Regions from separate parts of the Mus musculus genome. Here all the other regions are linked to region 1. The links are chromatin contacts, called in public Hi-C maps. All regions are on one chromosome and are shown on one strand. The core of a region is the stretch at or near the end of the contact, and the rest is flanking DNA. Distances in the headings are between cores, read along the strand shown. Region 1 has its middle 140 kb from the start of Gm31268. Region 2 has its middle 190 kb from the start of Gm39601. Region 3 has its middle 88 kb from the start of Gm12022. Region 4 has its middle 42 kb from the start of Gm12022. Region 5 overlaps Gm31674 (a long non-coding RNA gene).

Evidence for each region. Hi-C and Micro-C count contacts between places; a contact is called where the count stands out from the background.
Region 2: a Hi-C map of uterus shows a contact between it and region 1, with 3 times the contacts expected there. The contact joins two enhancer-like sites. A contact is called at or near these places in 2 of 484 Hi-C or Micro-C datasets (cranial neural crest and uterus), 1 of 115 datasets of contacts at active chromatin or transcription factors (astrocytes) and 2 of 9 other capture datasets (embryonic tail and embryonic trunk).
Region 3: a contact with region 1 is called in a Hi-C map of cerebellum, with 2.4 times the contacts expected there. The contact joins two enhancer-like sites. A contact is called at or near these places in 3 of 484 Hi-C or Micro-C datasets (cerebellar granule neurons, cerebellum and uterus), 1 of 115 datasets of contacts at active chromatin or transcription factors (astrocytes) and 1 of 9 other capture datasets (embryonic stem cells).
Region 4: a contact with region 1 is called in a Hi-C map of uterus, with 4 times the contacts expected there. The contact joins two enhancer-like sites. A contact is called at or near these places in 1 of 484 Hi-C or Micro-C datasets (uterus), 1 of 115 datasets of contacts at active chromatin or transcription factors (embryonic stem cells) and 3 of 9 other capture datasets (embryonic stem cells, embryonic tail and embryonic trunk).
Region 5: a Hi-C map of cerebellum shows a contact between it and region 1, with 3 times the contacts expected there. The contact joins two enhancer-like sites. A contact is called at or near these places in 10 of 484 Hi-C or Micro-C datasets (the N1E-115 cell line, adipose-derived mesenchymal stem cells, cerebellar granule neurons and 4 more), 2 of 115 datasets of contacts at active chromatin or transcription factors (astrocytes and differentiating embryonic stem cells) and 3 of 9 other capture datasets (embryonic stem cells, embryonic tail and embryonic trunk).

The regions. Positions count from the first base shown.
Region 1 is chr11:17,459,131-17,461,830 of GRCm38.p6, forward strand. No RefSeq gene overlaps it. Among named protein-coding and RNA genes, the nearest start is that of Gm31268, 140 kb to the left of the region's middle. Within about 2 kb of position 1,446, at least 50 of the 459 cell types and tissues checked have an H3K27ac peak or open chromatin away from gene starts, as enhancers often do. A contact at or near this core is called in cerebellum and uterus, where this site is marked.
Region 2 is chr11:19,422,851-19,425,550 of GRCm38.p6, forward strand. No RefSeq gene overlaps it. Among named protein-coding and RNA genes, the nearest start is that of Gm39601, 190 kb to the right of the region's middle. Within about 2 kb of position 1,306, at least 41 of the 459 cell types and tissues checked have an H3K27ac peak or open chromatin away from gene starts, as enhancers often do. A contact at or near this core is called in uterus, where this site is marked.
Region 3 is chr11:18,579,989-18,582,688 of GRCm38.p6, forward strand. No RefSeq gene overlaps it. Among named protein-coding and RNA genes, the nearest start is that of Gm12022, 88 kb to the left of the region's middle. Within about 2 kb of position 1,258, at least 25 of the 459 cell types and tissues checked have an H3K27ac peak or open chromatin away from gene starts, as enhancers often do. A contact at or near this core is called in cerebellum and uterus, where this site is marked.
Region 4 is chr11:18,533,638-18,536,337 of GRCm38.p6, forward strand. No RefSeq gene overlaps it. Among named protein-coding and RNA genes, the nearest start is that of Gm12022, 42 kb to the left of the region's middle. Within about 2 kb of position 1,409, at least 9 of the 459 cell types and tissues checked have an H3K27ac peak or open chromatin away from gene starts, as enhancers often do. A contact at or near this core is called in uterus, where this site is marked.
Region 5 is chr11:18,753,624-18,756,323 of GRCm38.p6, forward strand. All of the region lies in intron 1 of Gm31674 (a long non-coding RNA gene), which reads left to right. Gm28401 (a long non-coding RNA gene) reads right to left here. Exons shown (of 2, transcript XR_872259.2): 2 at 1,874-2,700. Among named protein-coding and RNA genes, the nearest start is that of Gm31674, 6.9 kb to the left of the region's middle. Within about 2 kb of position 1,393, at least 22 of the 459 cell types and tissues checked have an H3K27ac peak or open chromatin away from gene starts, as enhancers often do. A contact at or near this core is called in cerebellum, where this site is marked.

The sequences.
Region 1 (2,700 bases), core at 196-2,695:
ACTGTCTAGTGACCTGAAAGCAATTCTTCAAGTCTATTCTAGTAGAAGGAATTTCTTTCTCTTGGAGTAACTTGCAATTAAAAAGCAAAGGGCATGGCCGCGAGAATCGGAACTATAGAGAGAAAATATGCCCTTTCTTATGACACTTCTCAGCACACACAGACTGCAAGTTTGCTCATGTTTTGATAAGACTTTAAATAGAGATGTTTGCATTAAAACTTTTTAAAAAATCCTTTTAGCTTTCAGAAATTCAGTTTGTGGGTGGAAAGGGCATGTTTAAGGCAAGAGAATGTGAGTGAGCTGTGGCTGTGGCTGTGGCTGTGGCTGTGGCTCAGTGGTTGAACACTTTCCTGACTCGGGGTTATAACCCCAGCACCAGAAAAAAGGAATCAACTAAACTAGCACAAATCAAAGATCCCACAGGCTTTAGCTCTGATATGATACTATACCCTAATTATCTAGGCCAACACTTATAGAAATAGATGATGAATAAGTAATTTTATTTTTTGGTAGTCATATTAAAAACATGGGGGAAAAAACTACAGGTGAAATTGATTTAATTATTTTTAAATTTAATCCAATTATTACAAATATCTTCTAAGTATGTAATAGGTATAAAAAAAGCTAATTTGCACCCTTCACAGCACAATCCTCCCCTTAAACTCTTTGCTTTTGTATCCATCGATCCAGCATTATTTAAGCACAGCCACAAGTAGCTTGTGGTTACTAGATTACAGGGGAGGTGGAGATGACATCGGTTATACCTCATTGCACACCTTCCTAGTAAACAGATGCCTCAAGAGAGGATTTTTCATTATGATCATTGTCTGAAGAGTAGAGCTTGTAGGCGTAGACTGTTTAAATAGGAGGTGAAATGTCTCTTTAGACAGGCCATGGATTCCAAATTTTCTGGAAGTTACTGGTTTCCAAGCAGGTAGATGCAAGGCATCTAGTTTTTTACCTGTAGAGGGAGCTCTCTCCCCTCTGCTCTCTCTTTAATTTCAATCCCAACCTTGGTTCTTAGAACCCTGCAGTTCTGAGTTCTTTCACCTGGCTTGGTGGAGAGTTTGTGTTTGGCTCCAAACCAGCAGTACTTTCACAATCTGCACACGTTAAAGGCAGCTAAAATGCTAGGACACCAGCCGGGTGGCGGCTTGAATCTGTGATTCCCAGGCAGTCCAGGGAAATGATAAACAAAAGTCTTTTGTGCAATATTAATAAGCTTTAAGCACTCCCCAGTGAGCCTCTTGTCATCCAAGTAAGTCATGTGTATCAAAAGCCCTTATACGTGGAAGTTTGTTTTCATATCTGGCCCACGATGAATGGGAGCCCCCTTTGCCATGTTGTAAAACAAACATTTGTTTATTTTCTGAGCAGAGCTGGCAGTACGACTCAGAAACTGGAGCTGAATGGAGAGCCCCTTTCCAAGGAGGCGCCTTTGAAAACCCTCTGCCGCAGCTTTCCAACTGTCAACTGATCCTGAACTGGGTTTACATTAAGACAATAACAGTGTTTCCTAAATAAATAAGTTAGAGACACCCGTGGGCCTTAATCAAACCCATAAATGGCTTGTAGGGTGGGCCAAAAGGTTTTTTTTTTTTTTTTTTTTTTTTTGCTGTGCAGAGAAATAACGTCTAGTTCATCTTACCATGTATGGGAAGCTTGTGTTTTTGAGACAGAAGGGTTTCTTTATGGTAATTATACTGTTTTTTTTTTTTTTTTTTTTTTTTTTAAACCAACAACAAAAACAAAAACCGCCTGATAGAGCTTTCTCTGGACCTCTGGGACAAAAGAATGTGACACTTTTCTTGGGTGAATGCCACGGTGCCAAGCAGGCATTTTCTAAAGAAGAGAGGTGTGGTCACCCTCCCAGTCGATAATGTAACCCCCTCCTGGCACGTAAAGAAAATAAATGAAAGCTGTAAGATGAACCATCTGCTACTGCGATCTGGCTTCTTTCTTCGTTGACTTGGGGCTTCCGGGAATTCCTTTCACTCCAACAAGTTTCAAGCACAATGGCCTTAGAGGCAGAGGGTGGAAACCAGGAAGCACCACTGAGCGCCGGGAGCTTGGGTTTCTGCGGGTTTTCCCGGAAGGCGGGAATTTCAGCCTCTTACTGGAAGCTGCGTTTCTCCCGTAAAAGACACATTCTAGGGAAAGACTGAAAGCTGAAGAGCTGAAACAACAGTTGCATGTAAATGAAAACAAAAAATTAAATACTACTGCGCATCGTAGGAAGTCTGTAGAGATTCTTTCATACAGGTATCCTCAGCTGTACGGAATCATCATTTGCAACTTTCAGAAACAAAAGCTTGACTATAATATATGTATAATATGACTTTGGTTATAGCACATGCATAATTTTATAACTTACTTTTGGAAGGCTTGGATTTTTTTCATGTGCATTTCCTCAGACTACCATCTAATATTTATAATAATCATTTTTCATTATTATAACTATGTATAATATACAACTAATATTATTACAATGTTATAATAACATAACCAATATTATAACATTGTTTCCACGGATGTACAACTTTCCAAGTAGATGTACTATAATTCACATGTCTGCCTTTTTCTTTCAGGCAACATGGGATGCTTATGATTGCTTTCACAGCACAATTTCTTTCTTGGAGAAATATTAATTGGGATAACCACAAAGTTATTAATACTTAGGGATTTTTAACACACAATATC
Region 2 (2,700 bases), core at 56-2,555, 2.0 Mb after region 1:
GATGTTCTTTACTGGCTTGCTTCCCCTGGCTTGCTCAGCCTGCTCTCTTATAGAACCAAGACTACCAGCCCAGAGATGGCACCACCCACAAGGGGCCTTTCCCCCTTGATCACTAATTGAGAAAATGCCTTACAGTTGGATCTCATGGAGGTATTTCCCCAACTGAAGCTCCTTTCTCTGTGATAACTCCAGCCTGTGTCAAGTTGACACAAAAGTAGCCAGTACAGAGGGGTAACAACAGTCCATTAGTAACAGTAGTAAACATGGCCTCTCTTCTGCACCAGGCTTTACTTTCACAGGGCAACAAAAATCCCTGTAGGAAACCTGACCTTATTCCACTGTATAATAGAAGAAGTAGAGAATCAGAGAGATGAATTAACTTGTCCAACGACACAGTTAGGCCCATTCTGTTGCTTCAGACCCAAGTCATATTTCCCTCTTTCATTTTCTTTGGCTCTGTAGGTCAGCTGCTGCAGGCTTTTGCCCAAATATTCAACCCTAAATGTTCTGTAATTCACAGCCAGAAAAGATTTTGACACTTTTGTGATGTGAATGCTGAGAGTCAACCACATTTCCTAACCACTGTGTTACTTGAGTGATAAACAAGGAAGTAAGCAGACAATAAAGGAGGGGAGGAGAAGCAGCAGCAGAAAGAAGAGGACCAGGGAGAGGAGGAGAAGCAGAAGGAGATAGTGGTGCTGGTATTCATTCACTTATATTTAGAGAGTGCCCACCACAAGCTGGTCACTTTTCAAGACACTGAGAATAGGGGTGAAATGGGGTTTTCTGACCCTCACAGAATATCTCATCCTGCTAGCTGCTATCCTTGGCTGTCCCTAATTGCACCACAAAAAAAGCCATTTCCGCCTCTGCAAAGGGCATTCAGACCCCATAGACCCGAGGAGAGAGGCAGGTCACCTTGTAATCGGTTCATACAAAAAGATGTGCAGAGACTGGGTTTTATAGGACTTAGAAAATTATCCCCCAGCGGCTGTCTGAGAGAACTCTCTCAGCCGTCTCCCCCATTGGTGAGAGGGATGAGCAGGGAAGTGAAGAAAACAGATGGCAAACTCCAGAATGCCATGGCTGAAAGACACATGCTCCGAAGGTGGGCGGCTCTGCCAGACCTCAGCTTAATATGGACCACGTGTGGAATCCAAGGGCTGCGTTGAGATGGTACGTTTGCATCCAGTCACCACAAATGGTTATTTCCTTTTAAAGGGCTTTTGCAATGCTGCCCGCTCCTCCTCCCGGGGCAGACTCCTTGCTGCCAAGCCTATTTTTATGGTTTGTCTCCAAAACAAGTGCAAAATAGTGTTGGCTTTAGTGGAATCCTCCCTCTGGCCTCCGAACGCCATCTGCAAGCTGAGGGGAACAGTAAACAGAACAGGTTAAGTCACTCATTACTAATATTTTCCTTAAGCTCTGAAACTTTTTAAACAAACAACAACAACAATTGTCTCATAATAACCTTCCAGAGGTTAACCGCCAGCAGGTGGTCCGGCTCAGCTGACATGCAACCCAGACAGCTGTTTGATTATAAACTGTGGGTTCTTATGGCGATCTGGGGAAAACTTCTTGCCGAAAAGGGGTCTTCTCTTAAAAATCCCTAATGAAACAACACATAAATGTCAAAATGACAAAAATAAGGAAGTGTGTCATAGACTAAGCATTTTAATGTCCTTCCTGGCTTCCTCCAGAGTGTACTCTGGACCTAGCCACATTTAATGGAACGGATTCCGAAAGAGGCGGTACACAGCATGAATTTTTATGACCCAAATAAAACTTGAAGAGAAGTCACTTTCTCTGCCGCAGTCAGTGTCCACAGCAGATGTGTGGGAGGCTCAGGTTTCAAATCAGCCACCCAAGCCAACATTTTACCTGGACCCTGAGGCATACAGAGTAAATGCCCGGATGTAAAGAAACCCAGAGATATGTAGCATTATCCTGTCTGTCCCCGAGCCATTAAAACATGGCGTGGATTCCCCCTGGGATGCCTTTGCAGAACTAGTGAAAATTCTGAGAGTTGATAAAATAAGTGGAGAATGGGGGATGAAAAGTCTCTAATCAAAACCTTACATTAACACCACATAGCCCCACAGAGTGATGGCTGCGGCTGTGTTCTTCCCTGAATGCTGAAGTTAGACAAAAGAAAATCACTCCCTAAGTCAGTATTTACTTACTGGTGTATTATATCACCATCAAGAACATTTCAGAAAGTTCATAAAACAAAATAAAAAAAAATTGAACCTTTTTATATGGAAATCAAATGCTAACATACAAAAGGCATGGGACTCCCAAGTAAAAAGTTACAATGGCAGTCCCCTGTGTTTGAAATAGTATTAAGGAATAAAAATTTAAAGGCAAAAGAGAATTTCACATATCCTAGTTTAGTTATGGTAACTTAGTATGGAAGTGAGATTGCAGAATACGAAAAAGACAGTTTGGGGGCTGGTCCATGTTTGATGGGATCTTCGGATCCATCCATACAGGCAAGAATTAGCATCCCAGGCAAACCCCAAAGACAGGATGGGCAGAGAAGAAAAAGAAAGCCTCCACACTCCTGTTGGTGTCACAGAAAAACCAGAGCTGAGCAGCAAAGTAACTACAGATTCTTTTCAGAGAAGAAAAATTATTGCAATAGATCAAAGGAGGCCTCCAAAAAGAATCAAGCAGAAATGGATGGCCCAGAAGTGGGAT
Region 3 (2,700 bases), core at 8-2,507, 1.1 Mb after region 1:
GACAATTTCTTAGTTGGCTCAGACAACTGTGACACAGCAGAAACATAGGAAACTTCATAAGGAGTGGAAGGAAGAGACAGGAAAAGTCACTCTCCTCTTCTCACACTTTCCATACCGTTCTATGCCTATATTGCCTTCATATCACAAATCAGCAAAGGACCTTTGATCACAAAGGTCTGAGAAGTAATGGGACAGAAAGCCTCTTAAGGAGTAGGATCATTACCAGATGTGACAAGAACCCAGTTATGGCCTCAATCCTCTCGTCTCTATGAGGCCACAGAGGACCTGTGGGAGAAAGTGTTTTAATTATTTGACAAGAGCTGTCTGAAAGAGTAGTTTCTAAAACAAGTGTGAAAAACATACTTAAGGAGCAAGATGCTGTGCAATCTTTAAAAATGAATTATCTCCTAAACAGTCTGGTGGTAGATGAACATAATTGTTCCCCAGTGATTCATAGAACCAGAGTGGTTTGCAGACTCTAAGCCCCCACTGCTTGGATTCACTCCTGCCTCTAGCACTCACTTACAAAGATGTTGGGGGTAGGCAACTCTGTTCACATCATGTTCTTCACCTATAAGGAAAATATATTCCTCATAGGGTTAAAGTTTGGAAATATAAATTATTAGAAAGCATTGCACATGCTGAACACTCATTAAAAACTTTAATTCAATGTAACATTCTGCCTTGATGTAAAATCCCCAGGCCAGAAACCGAAGATGGCAATAATTTCTTCCTTAAAGTTTTATTATTCATAAATAACTGTAAGAACCAGACTCTAGAATTTCTTCAAGCGTCTTCCTACCAAACTACCCGAGGTTCTCCAGAAACACATTCTGCTTCTGAGAAACAAGGCCTGGGTATTGGGATGGAGCATGCTGTTGCTTTATACCATAGTGTGCTTGTGTTAATGACTATTTTTATTAGCCTGGCATTGGTGACAATCAAAGAATTAAAGGAGCAAAGAGCTAGTAGCTCCTAGCCCAACGGGCACCACAGATGCTGTACACAAACCAATATAAAAGGCACAAACTTTATACTCTGTTCTTTTCTCTCAGGCTTTCTCTATATGCTGAGCTATCCCCAGACAAAGGAGAGAACTGCTCTGTGGAAAATGATGGTCTCCACAGTGCTTCCGACAGAATGCATTCATTTTCCTGGAATGGAGTGCCAACTAGGCCCAGCCACCTTCTGCTCCTAGAGAATGATTGCCTCAGCCCAGTTCTTAAGAGACCAGCAGTGAGTCCATGTTCAGTGGGGCCTGGGCTGAGCTCTTGCAGCCTTCCCCCAGCCCTGGAAACCTTGGCAGGCATCAGTTCTGAGCCTGCATGTCCCCACCGATGTGGAAATTGTCATGTGTTACGATGCTTTAAGGGTATTGTTGAAGCTTTCATCGAAGTATAGCAGGCTCCCACCTCATGCTAAGTAAAGCAGCTGGTAAATGTTGCGCTGTGGCTGCAGATGGATTGGTGGTGGCAGGCCCAGAGCTCACCACCTCTACTTAAACAGGTGTTTGACTCTGTATTTTCCAGGTGGCCAGAAGGAGCCTGATTATTCAGCGAGAGTAGAAGCCATGCGGGATAGGAATAGCTCTCCAGCATTGGCAAGAGGGAGCAGCCAGCCACTTGGCTTTAATCCATCTGTTCACAAGACATGATCTTAAAGCCAGAACTTTTCCACTGGAGACTTCCTACTTTGAATTTTAATGGTCAGGTCAGCAAGGGCATTGTGGCGCCAACTCCCATGCTTTGTCAAGAGCTGCCTTGTTGCCTGGGGAAAGGGGGTTGGCTAACTAAGTTACAAGAGTCAGAGGCCATTGGAGTTTCCAGCCAGGGTATTGCTGCTTCATCAGCCCAGCTGCCAGGTGGAACATGAGAAGATAAAGTTGCCACGGCATGTTATATTTCTCCACGGCCATGGATCTACCTTTAAGAGGGAGATCCTCTGTAGTCACTGGGAAATGACAGGCAGCATCAACAGCTAGCCACAAAATCACAATGCAAAAATAAACAGATGTTCACTGGAAGGCATACAAGCATCTTTTAGCAGCAAAAAGATTCACAAATAAGTTTTCAAGGCAATCAGGGTAAGGGAGATTGGAACCACCTGTCTATTTAAGGGATTCCTGAGATGAGCTCAAACCAGTCTGAGACACTCAGAACATCTTAATTGAAAAACATTAAGAGAAAATAGCACACTGGCAAGAGGAAACATACTTAAGTGTAGAAATAAGCTAACATCAAAAAGTCCCTGGCAAGGATTCTCAAGCAAGAAGAAGCTTGAGAAAGCCAGTTCATTTTCTTCACAGCTCAGGGTCTACAAATCTCAGGGGAACCCCTGAGCATAAAGGAGTACAGGACCTCCACATTCATATACAGAATGGGTGGGTGAGCAAGGGATACACAGCTCTCAAGTCCTTTCCAATGGCTTGGAGTAAGATGAGTAAATCTGTCATGACTTATAAATGGGAGAGAAGAGTGGGGACAGGCCTTCTCATGGGGCCACCTGCCCCAAAACTGGTGCTGTGGGTGCCCCTGCCTTTCCCTGGCTCCTGTGACACAGCAGACTGGAGGGGACAGGAAGACAGCTGTCAGATTTCACATGGCACTCACTCTTGGCAAAGAGACAAGTCTAGCGGCGGCCAAACCCTTGTCATGATCCCATCAGTCCCACAATGGTGGGGCTTCTGCTGGCTAGTGGCAG
Region 4 (2,700 bases), core at 159-2,658, 1.1 Mb after region 1:
ATGTAAACACTCGTTATATTGTATTGCTTAGGGCACAGAGACAATAAGAAGGGTATGTTCAGTACAAACACAGTTTTTACAAAACATTTCGGACCTGCTGTTGGTTGAATTTGAAGATTTGGGTATAATTAGCTATTTTATTCACTACAAAACTTGGAATTGTCAGCAAGAGTTTGGAGCTGAGAAGGTCAGCCTGCAACTTGGTTCTGCTCATGCCCTGCTGTGTCTGAGAGAGCTACATCTCTGGGAGTTGTACAATCACACGGCCACTCAGAGACGGAAGACACCAGCGCTTGGGAGGTGGAAGCTTTCAGTCTGGGGTTCACAGCTTGTCAAAATGGTGACTGGCAACCAGAACAACCTCTCTCTCTCTCTCTCTCCCTCCCTCCCTCCCTTCCCCCTCTCTCAATTTTTCCATCATCAACTCCTCCCTTGACTCTGTGTAAACAGTGATTCCTGAAGTGATAGGCTTTTGAGGTCTATTGCGTTACTACATCGTCAGTGTTGTCATTACGGTGTATTCACACAATACATCATCAGAGGCCTGTCGGATTTGTGATTTATGACTCTAAATGCGTTGTGGTACAGCAAGGCATTGGGGACCTCATTGACTGAATGCTTGTTTATTTTTACATTTAAGGGTTTGAGAGTAAGCTTCAGACCACTTCTCAAAGAAAGGCTTGGTGAAGACCTTGAGACAAGGCTCCATTTCAAAACCCTGGAGGGACCAACAGAACAGTCACACTTAACATACAGAGGTTTATGTTTTCCTAGACCACTTTAAGTGCAGAATCAAACTTTCATACTCCAGTGACCTGGCTTTCTCTATAAGAACCAGGCATTTCATATATTGCCAGCTTTCTATTCAGATTTTGCCTAATAGTTAAGTATATGAGGTCTGGTAGGAAAGGTATATTTTATCAGCTCTCTCTTATTGCCAAAAGCAATAAGAATAGTATAATATTTTATGGTAGTAATAAAGGGGATTATTCAGAAGAATATTGCTTGCAAGGTGGCTAGATGCTACATGACATGGTCTCTTTTCCTGAACATAACACTCTCTCATAATGCCCCCAACAAAGTATTAAGCATGCATTGTGTGGCTAGCATTGAACGCAGTGCCAAGATATACAGCCATTTCTTAGAAAGAAGAATGAAAGATGTAAGTAGAGAGTTGAGACAAGTTAAAAGCAGTGTTGAACCCTCCAATTACAATAACATTATGAGGGGAGTGGATTTAGCAGGAAAGCCTTCTGGGAAAGGTGAATTACAGGGCAACGCTGAGAGAACATTAGAAAGTAGATGACAGCAACATCTAACAGCTCCTCGGCTCTAGGACTGACCTTCTTCCCAGAATGCATTTTCTCTCACTTGATCACCAGGGCAGAGTTTCTTAAGATCCAGAACCACATTAAATCAGGAGTCAGCAAGCTTCGGCCAGTTCAGGCTCTGCCAGTCCTCATTGCGCAGTCCACCTCTACCCTTCAATTTCTTTCTAGCTGGCAGCATTGTCACTTCCATTAATGACAAAATCTGTAATGATCAGAAAGGCAGAGAGTGTCTTTGGCCAAGGGTTCTTTATTTCAGGATCCAAAATCCTGGGGCCAACATCCAAAACTTGGAAGGTCAGAGCTAATGTTGGCTTAAGCATATCTGAACACCGTGACACACTTTTTCTTGCTGCAAAAAAACAATACTAATATAATTAGCCAGGGCTGGCTATTTCAGGCTTAATTCATCCTCATGTCCAGGGAGCCGGAAATGTAACAAGTAAAGAATTTGCTAACATGAGATGCAGAGACTCTGCCAAGAGTTTGCTAATCTGTACGTTTATTTTTTTTGTCTCTATATAAAGGGAGTTTGCAAACTGGTTCAAATTAACCAGGTCAAGTTGTATATTTTATTAACTTCAAAACTTTTTAAAAATTCTTTTCACATTAAAATAAAAGGTCTGTAAAGCTGGGCAGGGTGGTGGGGATGAAGGGAAGTTGTCTGCTCAGTAAAAGTTACGAGGGGACATGTGTCAGCTGCTTAGTTTTCACTTTCTGGCCCTGGCTAGAAACAGCTGCAAAATATCTACTCTAACTCAAGTCTTTTATGACTTCTAGTAACTTCTTTTTCAAAATATCTTTTATTGATTTTTCTAAGGATCTGACCACAGAGTGTTCCATAGAGAAGAAAGAACACATTCAAACACAGTAAGCCACGTTCACAGTCATAGTGATTCCAAAGTTTCAAGATAATTTTGCTGTTAGCTTCAACTTTTTTGATTTGTTTTACAATGCCTTCCAGAAAATCAAAATTACTGTTTTGTCCACATATATTACAGTTTAAATTCACCTCTGTGATTGGAATCTGTCAATCATGTCCTCCTGTCTCCAAGCTACCATATCCTCCCTGGAGTGGATTCAGTTTTTTGGTTATTGTTATTATTGTTGTTATTGTTTTGTTTCCTTTTTAATGAATAAGCCCTTCTTTATACCCATATCTCCTAGCACTTGTATACCCTAACCTTCCAATTTTTACTCTGTTGATCTATTGACTATACATCACCTGTCTAGCTTTGGTCTTCTTGTCCCAATGCTGGTTGAACACTGAACTCTGCTTGCTTCTTTTTGTCCTATCTTCCATGCACCTTGCCTGTATTTCTTTGTCTCCCAGGTCTCATCCTAAACACTGTCTCCTTTGAGATACCTGAAT
Region 5 (2,700 bases), core at 143-2,642, 1.3 Mb after region 1:
AAGAAAGAAAGAATCATTCTCACTTTTCCAAAAAAGGCAATGTTACAAGCTAGCAAAATTCTTATTTTTAAGGTACCTAGGAGGCTATTTTTCATTGATCTTTTTGACAAATACTTACTGCAAAATGAAGTCCAGAAGAAAAGGAGAAAAGGGAATGGGGCGGATGTTGAATATTGGCTTCTTAGAGGATAGTAATCAGTTGTTTATTGGTCTCTACGAGACAAGTAATGACCAACCGCAGTGTTAAGTGCCAGCCACACCGCCTTGGGCTCTTCTCTTCCTACATCAGCCATTATCTGATTAGAGAACCTTGGAGGAAGTCGTTGCTATTGCATAACTTTATGGGTCTTAACAGCGCAGGCTGGCTGGCAGAAAAACTACCTGGGAGGGTTGATAAAGCAACGGTGATTTTATTTACTCCACTTACACCTTGCTCTCAGCCCTGGCGGCTGCAGAAGAAATCTCAAATTGATCCGAATAGGAACTGTGAGGGGCATGGGCAGAGAGAGGGAATGTGATCTGTTCCTTCAAGCTTTATGGGGGTTGCACAGCTTGAAGTGATGACACTGGGAAGCAGCTCAACACTTTCGTAGGGGGTATGTATTTAAAGCAAGCAGAGCGGATTGGAGCAGTGCTAATCATATATGCAATAATACAATGACAGGAATAAAATGTGCTTCTGATCTTTAGTAAGAACGGAGGCTCCTAAAGGTACTGACTGTGTGGTTAACTGTGCTGAATGTCTCTGATTAACAAGTGGAGGCAGTGACATAATTAAGAGGTTATCTGGGCTAATAAAAATGCCCAAACCTACCCTGGAATGTGATCCTTTCACGATACAATTTTTTAAGAATGTCACATGCCCTTGCTTTCTGTTGAGACCTACCCTTAGTGATCCCAGGAGGGAAAATAAACATACGTTTTTAAATGAAGATATTTAAAATGTACCCCATATTTCAGCATGTTGCTATAACCCAGTCTTTTTTATGCTCCTCCTATAAAACCTAAATTAAGCCTCTTAGGAGTGATTTTGCTGCAGGTTCCCTTGAAAAACACAATACATTTTAAATACTTGGACCTGAGCGCACAGTAACATGTAATCACCACCGAATAGTCTCCTTTCCCTCTGTCAAATAGCAGCTTTCTTAAGACGAATTCCTCAAAAGGCAGCTTCATTGGAAATGTAAACTTTCCGCAAATATCAATTGTTCGTGTAGCATGTGGATGAAGTGACTGGCTGAGGCTCCTCCCCCGCCCCCTTCCATTTTAAAACACCCATCAGTGTCAAAGGCAACTGCACATGTCCCTTTTGCTCCTCTAGATAAAGCTGAGAAATGTTAAGAAAAAAAAATGTCAGAAAGCACTCAGTGGATTACAGGCTGGTTTCTGCTGCTTGCCCAGAGAGGATGGCAGGGCAGCCGGGACAGAGGGATCCTGAAAGCTATGCTTTTGTGAGGTGCTCGCTCTGCACACTGTGAAAGATTTGGTGCTATATTTGACAGTTTACTACCTCCTGTTGTTTGTTTTAAATGTAGTCATTCTTTAATATCTCTTCCATGTGCATCTGTTAGATTAAACAATAATGTATTCTTCTACTCTGGCATGTTTCTTTACCCATGTGCTGTGTAGAAATGCATTTCGGTCTCTCCCAAGCACTTTCTGTTTCTTTCTAAAATCCTTGAGACATTCATTCCAAGAGAAAGCAGAGAAAATGCAGAGCTCACACACACTGAAATTCACCAAACTGATCAGTCCTTCGCCCCTTAAATAAACTGTGTGTATAGCTCTGGGGCTTTCCAGACAGTTCATTTATATTGTTAAAAGACATTTACATTCATTTTGTGTATTAAAGAAATAAATAACTGGCTAAGGCTTACAATTTGTTTCGTTCTATTTTTCTGAAGAATATTTAACAATCACAAAACAGAAAATAACAGGAAGATATTTGTCATATTCCAACTGTGCTTAAAACTTAATTGCTTAAACAGAAAATATATTACAAATTCAGTTCTAGATACCACCCTAGAAATAGCAAGGTTCATTCTACAGAAACAAGGTAAAAACTCTACTGATTTTAAATATAAACTTTTCCAAAACAGGTTACAAATGAATTTAGACAAATTTGGCTCTTAACCTTTAAAGATTTCCTGCCCATTTCTGTGTGTCTTTTATTACATTAATTTTTTATTTAAATTACACCATTATCTGGATATGAATTTATCAAGAATACATGTATTGATTTATAAAATAGTACCATTAATTATTATAATAGCTAGATGTGGCTGATATTACAAAGCCATTTAAAGGTTTTTAATATAACTTGGACATACATAGATAGATAGGCACTATGGACAAGACCACAATTTAAACTGGCTACCAGCAGTTAATGAAAGCTTAGATTTATATTCTAGTTTAGAGATTGATCATACTGTTGCTTTGTAAAACTATTTACATCATGCCATTTTTCAAAGAATGTCTCAATAAAAAAGCTAAATAAAACATTCAGTCAATTCCCAAAGCAGATTTTGTTTTCTATATCTTAAGTGCTTAGTGAAAATAATTGATAGTGTGTGTTCCATGCTTTGTCATTTCCATTCCAGGGTGACTTTCCTGGGGTGGGGACCTCGTTTGCATGTGCACACTTTCACACACTTTTGATCCTTGCTAAAGCAAGCTCCTTGTCTTCATTTCAGCATCCAC